Linked DNA regions of Mus musculus: region 2 is linked to region 1. Evidence: chromatin contacts called from public promoter capture Hi-C data. All regions are on one chromosome and are shown on one strand. Each heading gives the region's core, a stretch centred on a gene start, on an enhancer-like site or on the middle of the called end of the contact. The rest is flanking DNA. Distances are from core to core; before and after follow the strand shown.

Evidence for each region. Promoter capture Hi-C pulls out the DNA fragments that hold promoters and counts their contacts.
Region 2: a promoter capture Hi-C map of embryonic stem cells shows a contact between it and region 1, with 2.5 times the contacts expected there. The contact joins the promoter of Pard3 here to the promoter of Egln1 in region 1.

The regions. Positions count from the first base shown.
Region 1 is chr8:124,947,754-124,954,353 of GRCm38.p6, forward strand. Egln1 (egl-9 family hypoxia-inducible factor 1) reads right to left here and starts at 1,501. Exons shown (of 5, transcript NM_053207.2): 1 at 480-1,501. The coding sequence starts at 1,301. It overlaps Gm46060 (a long non-coding RNA gene), which reads right to left and starts at 472. Exons shown (of 2, transcript XR_001778719.2): 1 at 1-472.
Region 2 is chr8:127,061,457-127,068,056 of GRCm38.p6, forward strand. It overlaps Pard3 (par-3 family cell polarity regulator), which reads left to right and starts at 2,600. Exons shown (of 25, transcript NM_001309391.1): 1 at 2,600-3,017. The coding sequence starts at 2,898.

The DNA of each region.
Region 1 (6,600 bases), core at 251-2,750:
GCCCTGGGAACGGAAACACCGCTTTCCTGGTTTGGTAGTGGGTTTCAAAACGGTAGGGACAGCCAGCAAGATAAAGCTACACGGGGGAGGGGAGCAGGCCGCCAAGCTTTTCCTGAATACAGGGAGTTTTCCGACCACAGGCTTTTAAATGAACCTTTCTGGGGGCAGCTGACAGAGTCCTAGCTAAACACAGTGTCTGGCTCTCAATCAGAGCCGGGTGCGCGCTAAAAACCGCGGGGCTTTTAACTAGCTCAGGCACACAGGCAAGATAAGATGCATCACCCAGACCCGGTGTAGCTGGTACCCCAACGACCCCCACGAGTGACCAGGGCTCCGGCAGGCTCTGCACTGTGCACTGTGGCAGACAGTACAAGGACAAAAGGAGCCACGCTAAGACAGAGCGCCGGGCCCCGGGTCTGCGGGGGCGGGGGGTGGTCCTCACAGACCCTCCTCCGGTCGCAAGAGCCCCAGCCACTTACTTTCGTTCGGCCGTTTATCCTGTAGTTGCCCAGCTTCCCGCTGCAGTGGCGGATCAGGTCGTCCATGCTGCTCATGAGCAGGCCGATGGTTTCGCAGCCGGGCTCTTTGCCCTCGATCCAGGTGATCTGGTCCCCCCGGATGTCCTTGGAAGAGTCACTCTTCTGGCTGACCAGCTGCCCGTCCGTGAACTTGCCGGTGTCGTGCAGGGCGCGCACCTCATCGCCGATCTGCTGCCCGGTCTCCCTGCCCAGGAAGTCGTCCACCACGCAGATGCCGTGCTTGTTCATGCACGGCACGATGTACTCCAGAGCCAGCTTCAACGCGGGCAACGGCTTGGTCTGCCCGTTGGGCCGCAGCCCTCCACCGGGACTCAGCGCCTCCCCGGGGCCGCCACCCGCTGGGCACAGGCTGGCGCGCTCGGGGCCCGGAGACCGGCTAAGCGGAGGATCCTCGGAGCCGGGCTCTGCTGGGCCGGGGCCGCTCCGGGCCTGCGCCGCGTCCTCCGGGCCCGGTACGCGCGAGGCCGCCGCGCTGTCCCCGCGCCGGGCCGCCCCGCCGGCGCGCGCGGCTCCGGGGGCCCCACCGGGCGGGGGCGCGACGCGGGGCTGCGCCGGCGCGGGCTGCGCGCGGGGGGCCTCGCCGCCCTGGCACACCAGCTTGTGCTTCTTCCAGTCCTGGCGCTGGTGCTCTTTGCAGCAGTAGAAGGAGCTGCGGCAGCGGCCGCAGCGCAGCAGGTTCTCCATCTTCCCGCACAGCTCGCAGTACTGCCGGTCGCGCTCGCTGGCGCTCAGCACGCCGGGCCCGCCGCTGTCACTGGCCATGGCCGCGGCAGGGCGGGCCGCGGGCCGGGAGCGGGGCGGCGGCGGGGCCGTCGGGGCGCCCGCCCGGGGCCGCCGCCCGCTGCGGGAGGCCGCGCGCGCCCTGGCCTCGCCTGCCTTGCCCGGGGCCGCCTAGCGCCGCATCGCGCCGGAGAGAGCGCGGCCTGCGCGGCGCACAGCGCCCTGGGCGGGCGGGCCCAGCCGGCTGCGTCGGGGCGGGCGGGCAGGGCGCGGGCCTGCGGGCGCCACTCGCTCCGCGCGCGCTGCACGTACACCACGGCCCCGGCGACCCGGCGCGCGGGCGGAGAGGGCGGGGGCCGCGCGCACGCGGCGGGCCGGGCCTAGCGGGCGGGCGCGCCGCTTCCTCCGCCCTCCCCTCCTCCTCGCGGCTCCGCCCGGGGCGCGCGTCGCCGGCCTGCGCGCGCGCAGCTCCACCTGCCTGTCCGGGCCCGCCGGCAGCGCTCCGGGGCTGCCTCGGCCACCTCGGTCCCGCGGAGGAGGAAACGGAAGCTCAGACGGCCGCTGGGCCGCTCCAAGCTCCGGGACGGCCGCTGCGCGCTCCCGGTCTGCTGCTCCCCGGAGGCCGCGGAGGGCACAACAAAGGCCCCCCGGGCAGCCTGCTCCGGGACCGGCTCCTGCAGTCGCCGGGCCTGGTTCTGGCTTTGCTTTGTTTTTGCTTTTCTGCGGTCCTTAAACTCTTGAGATTTCTCCCGGTTCCGGTTCGAGACCTCTGGGTTAAGTAAGGTAATCAGGGCTCGGTTCCAGATCCGCATTCAGGCCTGAAGCTCTCAAGAGCATAGTCCGTGAACGAAGCTGCACAGGGAGTTAAAGTCTCACATTAGAATCTGCCAATAGTGTCTGCAGAATTATGAGGATTATTACGGGCTTTCTTTGTTGTCTTGAGACGCAGCCCGGTAGTCCTCGGAAGTAGATTCTCCTACCTCTTCTGGTCAGTGGTAAGGTGATTAGCGTGAGCCCTCTTTGCCAACTCAGTTATCTGCATTTTGTTTGATTTCAGTGTTGTAAATTGAGACGAACACACTAGTTGCTGTTTCTTTGTTTTTATGAAACCTTCAAACCTCATAGAGCTTGGCACGGTGGTAAACGGCTTTAATGCTGGCACTCAGAGGCAGGAAGATCATTGTGAGATTGGGGCCAGCCTGGGCTACAAAGTGAGTTCCAGGATCAAACGCACTTGCACACACAGCTCAGAGAAACAAACCAGAGACTGTCGGTTCCACGTGTGATTTGTAGTAAGTAACTAGTGGGGCCGGGGCAAGGAGAATGACGGGTATATTTGGAGCTGCAGAGAGGGAAGCAAGAGCTGTACAGGTTGAGGACCAACCTGCTCTATGTGGTGGGTTCTGGGACAGCCAGGGCTACGGAGTTCGACATGGTCATACAGCCTCCAAAACAGAAGGACCTCCCTAGGTGCAAACATTTGTCATAATGTACACACACGGTCGTATACTTGAGTGTAGCCATTGGGACAGACAGCCGAGAATTTAAAATTGCTGTTTGGATGCCAGGGGGAACACAGAAACGGGAATTGTTAGCTCTGCCATTTGAATGAAGTTGCAAGCAAACAACTCCGAAATGTAAGAGCGACAACATTTACACGCATACACTTTGAGAATAATCTTGAAGCTGAACATGGTGGTAGCACACGTCTGTAGTGCCAGCTCTTGGGAGATGGAGACTGAGTTCATCTTTGCTTACACAGAGGCCACCCCTGACTACATGAGCTCCTTCCCAGTGCAAAAATACAAAGCCATTTTGATCTGGGGGTGTAGTTCAGGGGTACAGTGCTTGCTTGCTGTATGCAAAGCCCTCAGTTCATTTCCCGGGACCAAAGAAAATATTTTTCTGAAATGCATACATTGAATGCAGGAAGCAGGCTGGGCCTGTGGCTCATTTAGCTCTTTGCTGGAAGCCTAGAGTCCTAACCTTGATCCCCAGGAACCTCCCCCCACAACCTCCCCCCCCACACAAGTAAGTAGATATAAGTAGAATCAGATAGTTCTTCGGCCTCTTTTTTGCTAGAGTACATACACTTTTTTTTTTTTTAACTGTTTGTAAAAGGAACTTGTCTTGGCAGGAAGCAACAAGCAGGGAATTTGTTACAATTCTTTTACATTTACTTGCTTGTACTTATTAAAATTGCCCACATAGTCAAAGGACTCTAATTTTTTTTATTACAGCTTATTGGTTTAGGGTGTATGTGTACATAATGTGGGCATGTACAATCCACAGTGCGTCTGGAGGTCAGAGGACAACAGAGGAAGCTCTCTCCTTTGCTCTCTCCTTCAATCTCGGCTCAGGCTCAAGGTGTCGGTCCCAGGACCTCTCCCTGCCAAGCCGCTGACCCCAACAGTTTCTCTCTCAGGAGGTTAACGTTCAGTTTAGCTCTCTACATGGTTTGTGTGTGTGTGTGTGTTTAACTGTATTTTTTACTGAATTCTACTTAAAGACATCAGACTTAAGATTTTAGTGAACAGAATCAGTCATGGCTCTCATGCGGTCGCACACTGACAACGCTGAAACAGTTCCGAGTTTCAAGTTCCAGGCCAGCCTATCTCAGAAGACAAGTAACCCAGAAATGCCTGGTTACTTTTCTTGTTGCAATTAAGCATATAGAATCACAAACATACAGTTAATAGAAAGTCAAATACAGAAGGCAGGAAAGATGGATCAGTGGTTAAGAGCACTGGTTGTTCTTCCAAAGGACCTAGGTTCAAATCCCAGCACCCATGTGGCAGCTCACAACTATAACTCTAGTTCCAGGGCATCTGAAATTTTCTCACCAATGCATACAAATTATATATATATACAATATATATAAAATACATACACATTTACACACATATATTACACATATATATTTACATATATATAAATAAAATTATATATATATATATACATATATGTGTATATATATTCAAATATAAAGTACTCCTTTCAAATGTTTCCAAAAGTCCACAATTATGGACTTTGTGATTATTGTAGTTTGATAACTTAGGCAGTAATTCTCATCTGGGAGGTCTTGGTTAGCGTGCCACTGACTAAGTTGCTTGGATAAGAATCTGGTCTACCATCACCATGGTAGCTGTCAACATAAAACTGTCTTAATGGTCAGTCTATGAAGTAGGAAGTGGTAGAGGCTCCATTGAACAGAAGGTGAGTGGTATGCTGTGGGAGTTGCTGCTTTTCAGGCAGTGCCTGCCTCCAGCCCGTCAAAAACAACATGGTGAAAACAGACTGAAGATTTCAAGGAAGTGCCACTTTGTCTGCTCCTACATGACAACCTGGACCACAGCTGATTGCTACCTGAGTGGCCACCATTCTTGGCGGGAGCTCCCCTAAGTTAGGAAGCAATGATCTCAGAAGTGTCAAAGGCAGACACCAGGCAGAGAGTGAGGTTCCAGGGGCAATGGTGTGATGGTGGCATGTTCCTGAGGCAGGAGGATTGAAAGTTGAATTCTTGCTTACAGAGTGTGCCTGGGCTACAAAGCAAGTTCAGGGTCAGCCTAGACAAGTTAGTGAGGCCCAAAGTCTCCAAGTAGTAAAGTAAAAACATTGAGCAATGCAGCTAGATAACAGAGAAGGTGTGACATGGGCAAAGTCTCTTTGTAGCCCAGGCTGGCCTCATTCAGGATCCTCCTGCCACACACTGAGTTCCTCAGCCTCCTGCCTAGACACATGCGTGTGCGCGCGCACAAACATATACGCACACAAAAATGACTTGGGGTTTTTTGTTTTGTTTTGTTTGTTTTACGAGACAGGGTTTCTCTGTGTAGCCCTGGTTGTCCTGGAACTCACTCTAGACTAGGCTGGCCTTGAACTCACAAGACTGGCATTCCAAGTACAGAAATCAAGCACTGCTGCCACCACCTAACCTAGTTCAGTTTGCTTTCCTCTTCTTTTATATTTATTTTATTTTTATTTTATGTGTATTGGTGATTTGACTACATGTATGTTTGTATAAGGGTGTCAGATCCCCTGAAACAAGAGTTACAGAGAGCTGCAAGCTGCTCTGTGGTTCCTGGGAATTGAACCCAGGACCTCTGGAAGAGCAGCCAGTGCTCTTAACCGCCGAGCCGTCTCTCCAGCTCTGAGTTCAGTTTCTTAAGATATTGAATGTGTCCTAAATCCTGACAATCACTAAACATTCCTAGCATAGTGTCTTTTCCACCCAAGGGACAGAGTGCCTGATTGTGACGAAGGACCTCCGGCTTCTCCCTGTGACCATTTTGTCTGAATCCGATGCAGAGGGCCAGGATAGCATAGGCATTTCACCAAGATAAACAGGAAGACAGTCTCTGAGTTCTGGGGAACGGGCTGGAAATCAGCCATTTTCTAACTTTGGTTTGGGGACGCACTCATGGGTGTGGCTGGAAGCAGCACCTGCTGTCCATGAAAGGGGATCTGCCAGGCCCACGGTGAGCTTCCTTCCTGCAAGGCTGTCTCTAGTGAAAATAAACCGTCCAGTGAGACTTTATGTCCAGGAAAGTGTACCAGTGACCAAACCTTAATAGATTTGGATTTTAAAGTTGCCAAGAAATAATAATAATAATAAAATTACACTCATTGTTCATTAAAATTTTTCTTTTAAAAAAAACATTTGCCGGGCATGGTGGCGTATGCCTTTAATCCCAGCACTTGGGAGGCAGAGGCAGGCTGATTTCTGAATTCGAGGCCAGCCTGGTCTACAGAGTGAGTTCCAGAACAGCCACAGAGAAATCCTGTCTCAGAGGAAAAAAAAGAAAAGAAAACATTTATTCTGCCAGGCGTGATGGCACACACTTTTAATCCCAACACTCAGGAAGCAGAGGCAGGCGGATCGCTGAGAGTTTGAGGCCAGCCTGGTCTACACCATAGTGAATTGCAGGACAGCCAGGGCTATGTAGAAAGACTTAAAAAATAAAAAAAATAAAGATTGTAAGTGGTGTGTGTGTGTGTATCAAAAAACATCTTGTGGAAGTTGTTTCTCTTGTTCCCATTACATGAGTTCAAGGATCCAACTCAAGTTTTCAGGCTTGGTGGCAAGTGTCTTTAACCACTGAGCCATTTTTGCTAGGCCTTATAAATATTTTTTTTATTTTATTCTTTGAGATAGTGTTGTGTAGCCCAGGCTGGCCTCAGGCTTGCTACATATACACAAGAATCACCTTAAACTTCTTATCCTCCTGCCTCCACCTCCTGTGCTAGGTTATTCAGCACTGAGAATAGTTGTTTTGAGGCAAGAGATCACCGTGTAGCCCAGGTTAGCCCTCACATTTGCAGTGATGTTCCTTCCATGACC
Region 2 (6,600 bases), core at 1,350-3,849, 2.1 Mb after region 1:
ATTCAGTTCCATCTGTAGGTACTGAGGCTGCTTACCAGCAAAGCTATGAGGATGTCACAGAACTATACAGGTGAGCTATGGGAAAGCTAGTATATGATTCCACCTTAAGATGTTACCATGTTTCAGGACCTCAAGTTGATGGTGTATGGCTGTACTAGGGAGGGAGGTGGTATGCTTCTAAGAGAGAAGACATTTGATTGACATCTTTTTAGTTGCTTATCAAAGCTTGGGGCATCTTCAACTATGATGCACAAGATTAATGATCATATTTCTATTCAGCTAGCCAGATAAAGTCTTAATCTTTATTATTATTATTATTAACAACAGTACATGGTCTTATGTAGTCCAGGCTGTTCTTTAACTTGCCATGTTTCTGCAAATTACTTGCTATGTGTTGGGGTTACAGATGTGAAGTTTTTATGGAGTGCTAGAGATCAAACTCAGGGGTTTGAACATATTAGACAAGCATTCTACTTAGTATATTCCAGTCCTTGTCTAGTTATATCTTCAGCTTCTTTGAGATATCTTTGCTTACTGCTCTCCAATCATTTGATGTCCTGCCCAGGCTTTGTTAGCATACTATATACCATGGCCACTAGACTCTGCTATGTTACAGGCTCTCACATACTAGTGTATATATATATATACACATATTATATATACACACACATATATATATACATATATATATAATATGTCATACATGTCATATAACATAGCATATATAATATAGCATTAAGATTTTTCATATACAATTTTGTTTGATCCTTACAATTTATGAGATGCATCTCACCAATTTCTTTCCTCAGCTGGCAAAGACAAGGCTGGGGAGAGAGTTAACATCATAGTTGAAAGTACTATTGTTCAAACCTAGAACTTAACCTAAATCAGTGCCTTTTTGTTTTTTTGGACAAAGTCCACTAGCAACTTTATACTCCTCCCATGTGTCAAAAACAGAAACACTACCTTTAATTACCCATAATTATTGTGGGTGCAAGTGTTGTTTTTATTTATATTTTATTTAATGGCTCTCTCTCTCTCTCTTTCTCTCTGTGTGTATGTGTGTGTGTGAAGGTCAGTGGAAAATTGTTGGGGGCTGTTCTCTTTTCTCACCATGTAGGATCTGGGGTTAGAATTCAGGTAGTCTTGGTGGTCGGCACCTGGCAGGCTGAGCCATCTTGGTGGCCCATGGACACAAGTATTGCTAAGATCCCAAACAAGAAAACCTCAGCAGGACTCACCGACATAGTGCGACCAGCACAGGCACTGGTAGACAAGTTGAATGATAGATATAGCCATGTAGAGATAATAAGAGTCTTTCCCATGGCTATGTGCACGCAAGAGTTCTCTTGTGGACTTTGGGAGGGTGAATTCTTGACGGACCCCTGAAAGGACGATACATTTGCTGGGACCAGTGATCATCGGATGGACTGAGAGCAGTCAGAAGGGAGAAAATGTGATGTTTCCTCTGACCTAGAGCCGCATGGCCAAGGAGACTGTGCAGGAGTCTAAAAAGCCAAGGGATTTCTTTGTTTTGCTTATTATTTTTAAAAGAAAGGAGGGATGGATGGAGAGCCCTCAGCACCAGCTGTAGATGCTCAAATTCTGGGGACCACAGGAGTTTTAATAGGCTTAAAATATCATGCAAATTAACTGTCAAACTGAACTTACTGTATTGTGTGGGACAAACTCAGGTCAACAGCGACTCTCTTGAAGTTTGCCATTCTTTGAAGACAACATTTATTTAAGGATCACATTTTCTAAGTAAGTCAGAAAGCAGCTTCAGTCACTTCTCTAGACTTGGTCCACTTTGTTATTAAACACCTTAGAGTTTGCTTATCACCCACTCCCTGTGGAGTTGGGGGTGTGTCAGTGCCTGAGTTTTGAGGCAGCCTTAGCAGCGAGGGAATAGCCTATCTAGAACAGCCTTCCCTCCGAGCGTTCGTACTGTGTTTTTTTTCAGAGGGTTTTAGGTTGCTTAGATTGAGGAATTTTCAAGAAACAGATGTATTTGAACTGCGGTGTTAAGTCCTGCTTATTTAAACAAGTGGGTCACCAAGAAACTTTAAGGTAAATAGTGGCCTCAAGAGGAAGTACCAGGGCGTCCACGCGTCTTCAACCTCTCTCGGGAGCAGCCAATTAATCTCTGCTACAGAACAGCGCCGCCCGGCCTTGCACCGGAGCCAGGCACTTAGGATAGAAACCCTGCTTTGCCTGACCTGGAGCTTCCTATCTTCGCCAGCGCGACTCGGTGGCTCTCGGGCTCTAAAGGCGTCTCCGAGCTTAAACTGCTTTCTCCCAGGAAGGGGATTAAAAGTCACAAAGAAAGGAAGAGGACCTCGCTGGAGCCCTCTGGGGGCGTGGGTGGGGCGTCCCGGAGTGGGCCTCCCACTGCAGCCTACGGCAAGTGGGCTGGAGGAGGACGCGCCCTGCCCCGCGCTGGCCCGAGCACAGCGCCGCGGGCTGCGACGCGCTTCGCCGTGCGGTGAACCGAGCGGCCGGGCAGCGGCGGAGGCCTCGGGGCGCCCCGCCCTGCGCCTCCTCCTGCCGCCTGCGCGCGGTGCTGTGCGCCCAGCCCGTCGCTGCTCCTCCTCCCTGCCTCGCCGTCCCCTCCTCGGAGTCCCGACTGAGCGCGAGCGCCACACGGCCCCGGGCCGCCGCCGAGCGCGCCAAGACGCCGAGACGCCGAACAGGTGGCCGGAGGCTGCAGGCGCCCGGGCGGGGACAGGCAAGGCCAGGCGAAGGCGGCCGGGCTGGACATGGTAGCCGGGCAGCTCTGTGCGGCCGCCTGCTCGCGCCTCTAGCCGCCGGCGCGCCGGCGCAGCGGCCCCACCGCGCCCTGCGTACAGTCTCCCGGCCCAGCGCCGCTCCGGCCACGGACAGCGAGGGACGGCGGCATGAAAGTGACCGTGTGCTTCGGGAGGACCCGGGTGGTCGTGCCGTGCGGAGATGGCCGCATGAAAGTTTTCAGCCTCATCCAGCAGGCGGTGACCCGCTACCGGAAGGCCGTGGCCAAGGTGAGTGGCCTGGGGCGCGCGGCGGGGAGCGGACGGGGGAAAGGCGCGGGGATCAATATGGCGCTTCCTGGAGACGGAGGAGGGAGACCGGGAGGCGGGGAAAGGGAAAGTGCCGCAGCCGACGGCCTCGCCGGCGCCCCCGGCCCGGACCCGCGGCCGTAAAGTTCTCGGCGCGCTCCGGCTGGGCCGCGATCGCCACCCTCACGGTCCCTGGACACTGTCTGGGTCCTCCGGGCTTAGGAGTGGACGGCCGGGTGCCCAGAGCCCGCACGGGGCGAGGCAGAGTGCGGCACGCGGGAGGCGCGGCGTTGCCTGGCGGGGCGCCTTTGCCCGACCGTCCGCGGGCCCTGGCAATCCAGCTCCAGGCCTCTCCCGGAGCAGGCCTGTCCCGGAGGGTTGCCCACGGAACTTTGGGGAGTGTGGGAAGAGTTGAGCGATCTGGTACACGCGGGAGCCGCAGCCGGGCCGTGGACCTTCTGTGTTCTTGCGGGATCTCCGAGTCGCGCGTGCAGCCGTGTTTGGGTCGGCCAGGCTCATGGGCTAAGGTGGGGGCGATGGAGTGGCTCCGGTGCTCGGCTCCTTAAAACACCTAAGCCTAGACTCGCTCCTGGAGTCAGAACTCCCTCTGGCTCTCTACCCCTACCTAGCTGGATGTGCTCCAGTGAGGAGCCCGGGCTTCACTGGGCCTGGGGTCGAAGTAGCCTCTATTTCTCTGTTTTCCTCATGGAGAACATTGTCTCCATTAAACCGCATTCCTCCATAATAGGTCAGAAGTGGAAGGGCGTTTTGTAGGTTGTTTTACCCTCTGTGTTTGACAACAGCCCACGCTGAAGTTTCGTTCTAGCACCTGAGGATATTTCCTTTGTATGAGAGTGGAATGTGTTCCCTTTGGTATTTCCCCGTCTGTTGTCTGTTCAGTGGCCTGCCTTCTGTGACTTCAGAACAAGCGAGAGGAGAAGGTGGCTTTGTCTGCATATGTCGCTGAATGCTCGTGGGTCACCCTCCATTTTTCGCTGAAATTAAGAAAGGGCAAAATGGTTACACCGTTGTTTTGTTTTGTTTTGTTTTTAGTCTGTGTTGGAAAATATAACACAAGATTGCCCCTTTAAGGAGACTTTGGGGGATGGTTGGCAATCTGGTACAGGGATAGGAGATGCTGAGTTCAACAGCTGTAAGTGTTCTTCCAGTTGGTCGAACTCATTGAAAAATCAAACAACATTAGTGGAAATTGGGCACCTGTTTATCTTGTAAAGCTGACAAGAGGGGAAATCCTCTGTAACTTCACACTTAAGTGTTTTAAGCATCATTTCTGACTGACAGTTGGTGATTTACTATTGTAAGGGAAAACCAGGTTGTCTTTGTACTCTGCAGACAAACATCATTAGTTGTGAAAGAAAAGAAAAATGGCAGTAACATATGTAGAATATAGAAGTGTGCCTACTTCCAGAGCAGAGAGCATGACCATGTTGACCTCTTGCTTTGCCGATTTTGTTTGTAAAGCTAGCCATGTTTCTTTCATCTTGCACACCCTGGGCAATGGTCAAGTTGCCTGTTGGGAAATACACAGGTAACTGTTTGACTGGCTGAATTATTAATTTTTCCATAGGAATGAAACATTTACTATTTCAAGTCATATTAAGTATTTATTGTGTTGTGGGTGTTGGGCATCTAAGGGATATGTAGGATTCTTTGTTCTTAATAGGTTGTGAGAGTCTGAGACAAGATTCTTGTGATCCCTCAGGTGGGGACAGCCGTGGTGTTTCTGTGGGGAAATGTTGTCCCTGGGATGTTGGAAGGATAGAGTTGAGGGCCCTTGCTGATAGGTGTGGACTATTCTTCACTATCAGCAGTGGCTGTCCAAAGTCAAGGGGGAGGGGTGATGAAAGGGTCCCAGAAAGAGTAGGAGGTCTGAGTGACTTCTAGCTGTGAGAAGACCAGGTGGGAGAAATGAGGGATGGAAGAGAGACTGTGACATTGGACTAGTAGACAAGACAGTCAGAAATGATTTACTAGTTCCAAAAAACTCAGTTTAGGAGATGGTGTGTGTGTGTGTGTGTGTGTGTGTGTGTGTAGTGAATGTTTTTCTATGTGTGTGTGTTCTGTTCAGAGGCCAGAGGTCATTGCTGGGTGTCTTTCTCAGTTTTTCTGTGCTTTCAAAAGAAATATTTGAGATGAAATATTACAGAACCTGGAGTTCAAGGCCAGCCAGGGCTACATAAACCTCTCTCTGAAAAAGATAGATTTTGCAATAGTTGGAGTTTAACTATTGGATCACAAGACTTTTGACTCATAAGTGTTCAAAGGGCTGGGCTCATAACACATAGCTTTACTCCCTGAACTTGGAGGTAGAGGCAAGTGAATCTCTGTGAGTTCAAGGCCAACCTCATCTGCAGAGTGAGCTCCAGGTCACACAAAGCTACATAGTGAGAACCTGACGAACAAACAAACAAACAACACACAAACAAACCACAAATAAGCCAAAACCCCAAACCAAAAAAACGAGGGCTGACTCAGTCACTAAGAGCACTGGCTGCTCTTCCAGAAGTCCTGGGTTGGATTTCCAGCCCCTACATCATAGCTTACAACCATCTGAAACTCCAGTCTCAGGGGAATCTAATGCCCTTCTGGTCTCAGCAAGCACTGTATGCATGTAGTGCACATATATGCACACAAAACATCCACACACATAAAATGAACAGTTGAACTTAAAAGTGTTTAAAGGCTTAAGGGAGCTACTTCATGTACCTGTTGTTTTTCCTCTGGGATGGTTAGATAATGACTGACATTAGTTTTTTTACACTTATCCTGTCCTATATAAGATGACTAGGGAGCAAACATATCAACATTGTTAGTGTTGCAACTTCTTTTCTCCTATTTCTTCTGCTTAATAAAACAGGGTAGATCCTGTATAAAGAACTGGGTAGCCAGGTAATAGTAATATCTTGCTTCGGTTGCTAGGTGACACGAGACATGATGAGCTCCCACCTTATGGGGAAAATGTGGGCAGGCAAACCATGTTTAATCTATGAAAAACCCCATGAAGCAGAAGAAACAAAGAAGGAGAAGAGCTGGGATTTAAAAATCAAAACAAACCAAACAAACAGAAAACACCCAGCCAAGCTTTCTGTGCACTAAGCACTTTGTGGTATGGTGGGGCTAATTTTCTGGTATTCTGTTTACGTTATTCGAGCTGTTTTCTCTGTAGGTTGAACGAATCAATTTCTGGCCAGCAAAATGCCATGCCTTAGCACTAGAAATATCCTTAAGGAGCCAATGTTTGATGGCTTACCCTTAGTCATATATAATGTATATATTTTTTCACTAGTGTGAAAACATTTTTGTAGTCATGGGGTGAAATGGCTATCTGCCCTCCTTTTTTACCCACTATCATCAAGACCCTGGTTTAGTAGATGCTGTGCTAGACATTGAGGACCAGGTTACATGGATGCTTCTACTGAGTGTGTCTGATTGGAGGACCATTTGTGTCTCTGTGTGGGTGCTCTGAGCCTTATCATTTCTGGTGCAATCAGGACCTTAGTTTTAAGCATGGGGTTTATTGAAGGGAAGTTCCGTACTAAATGTC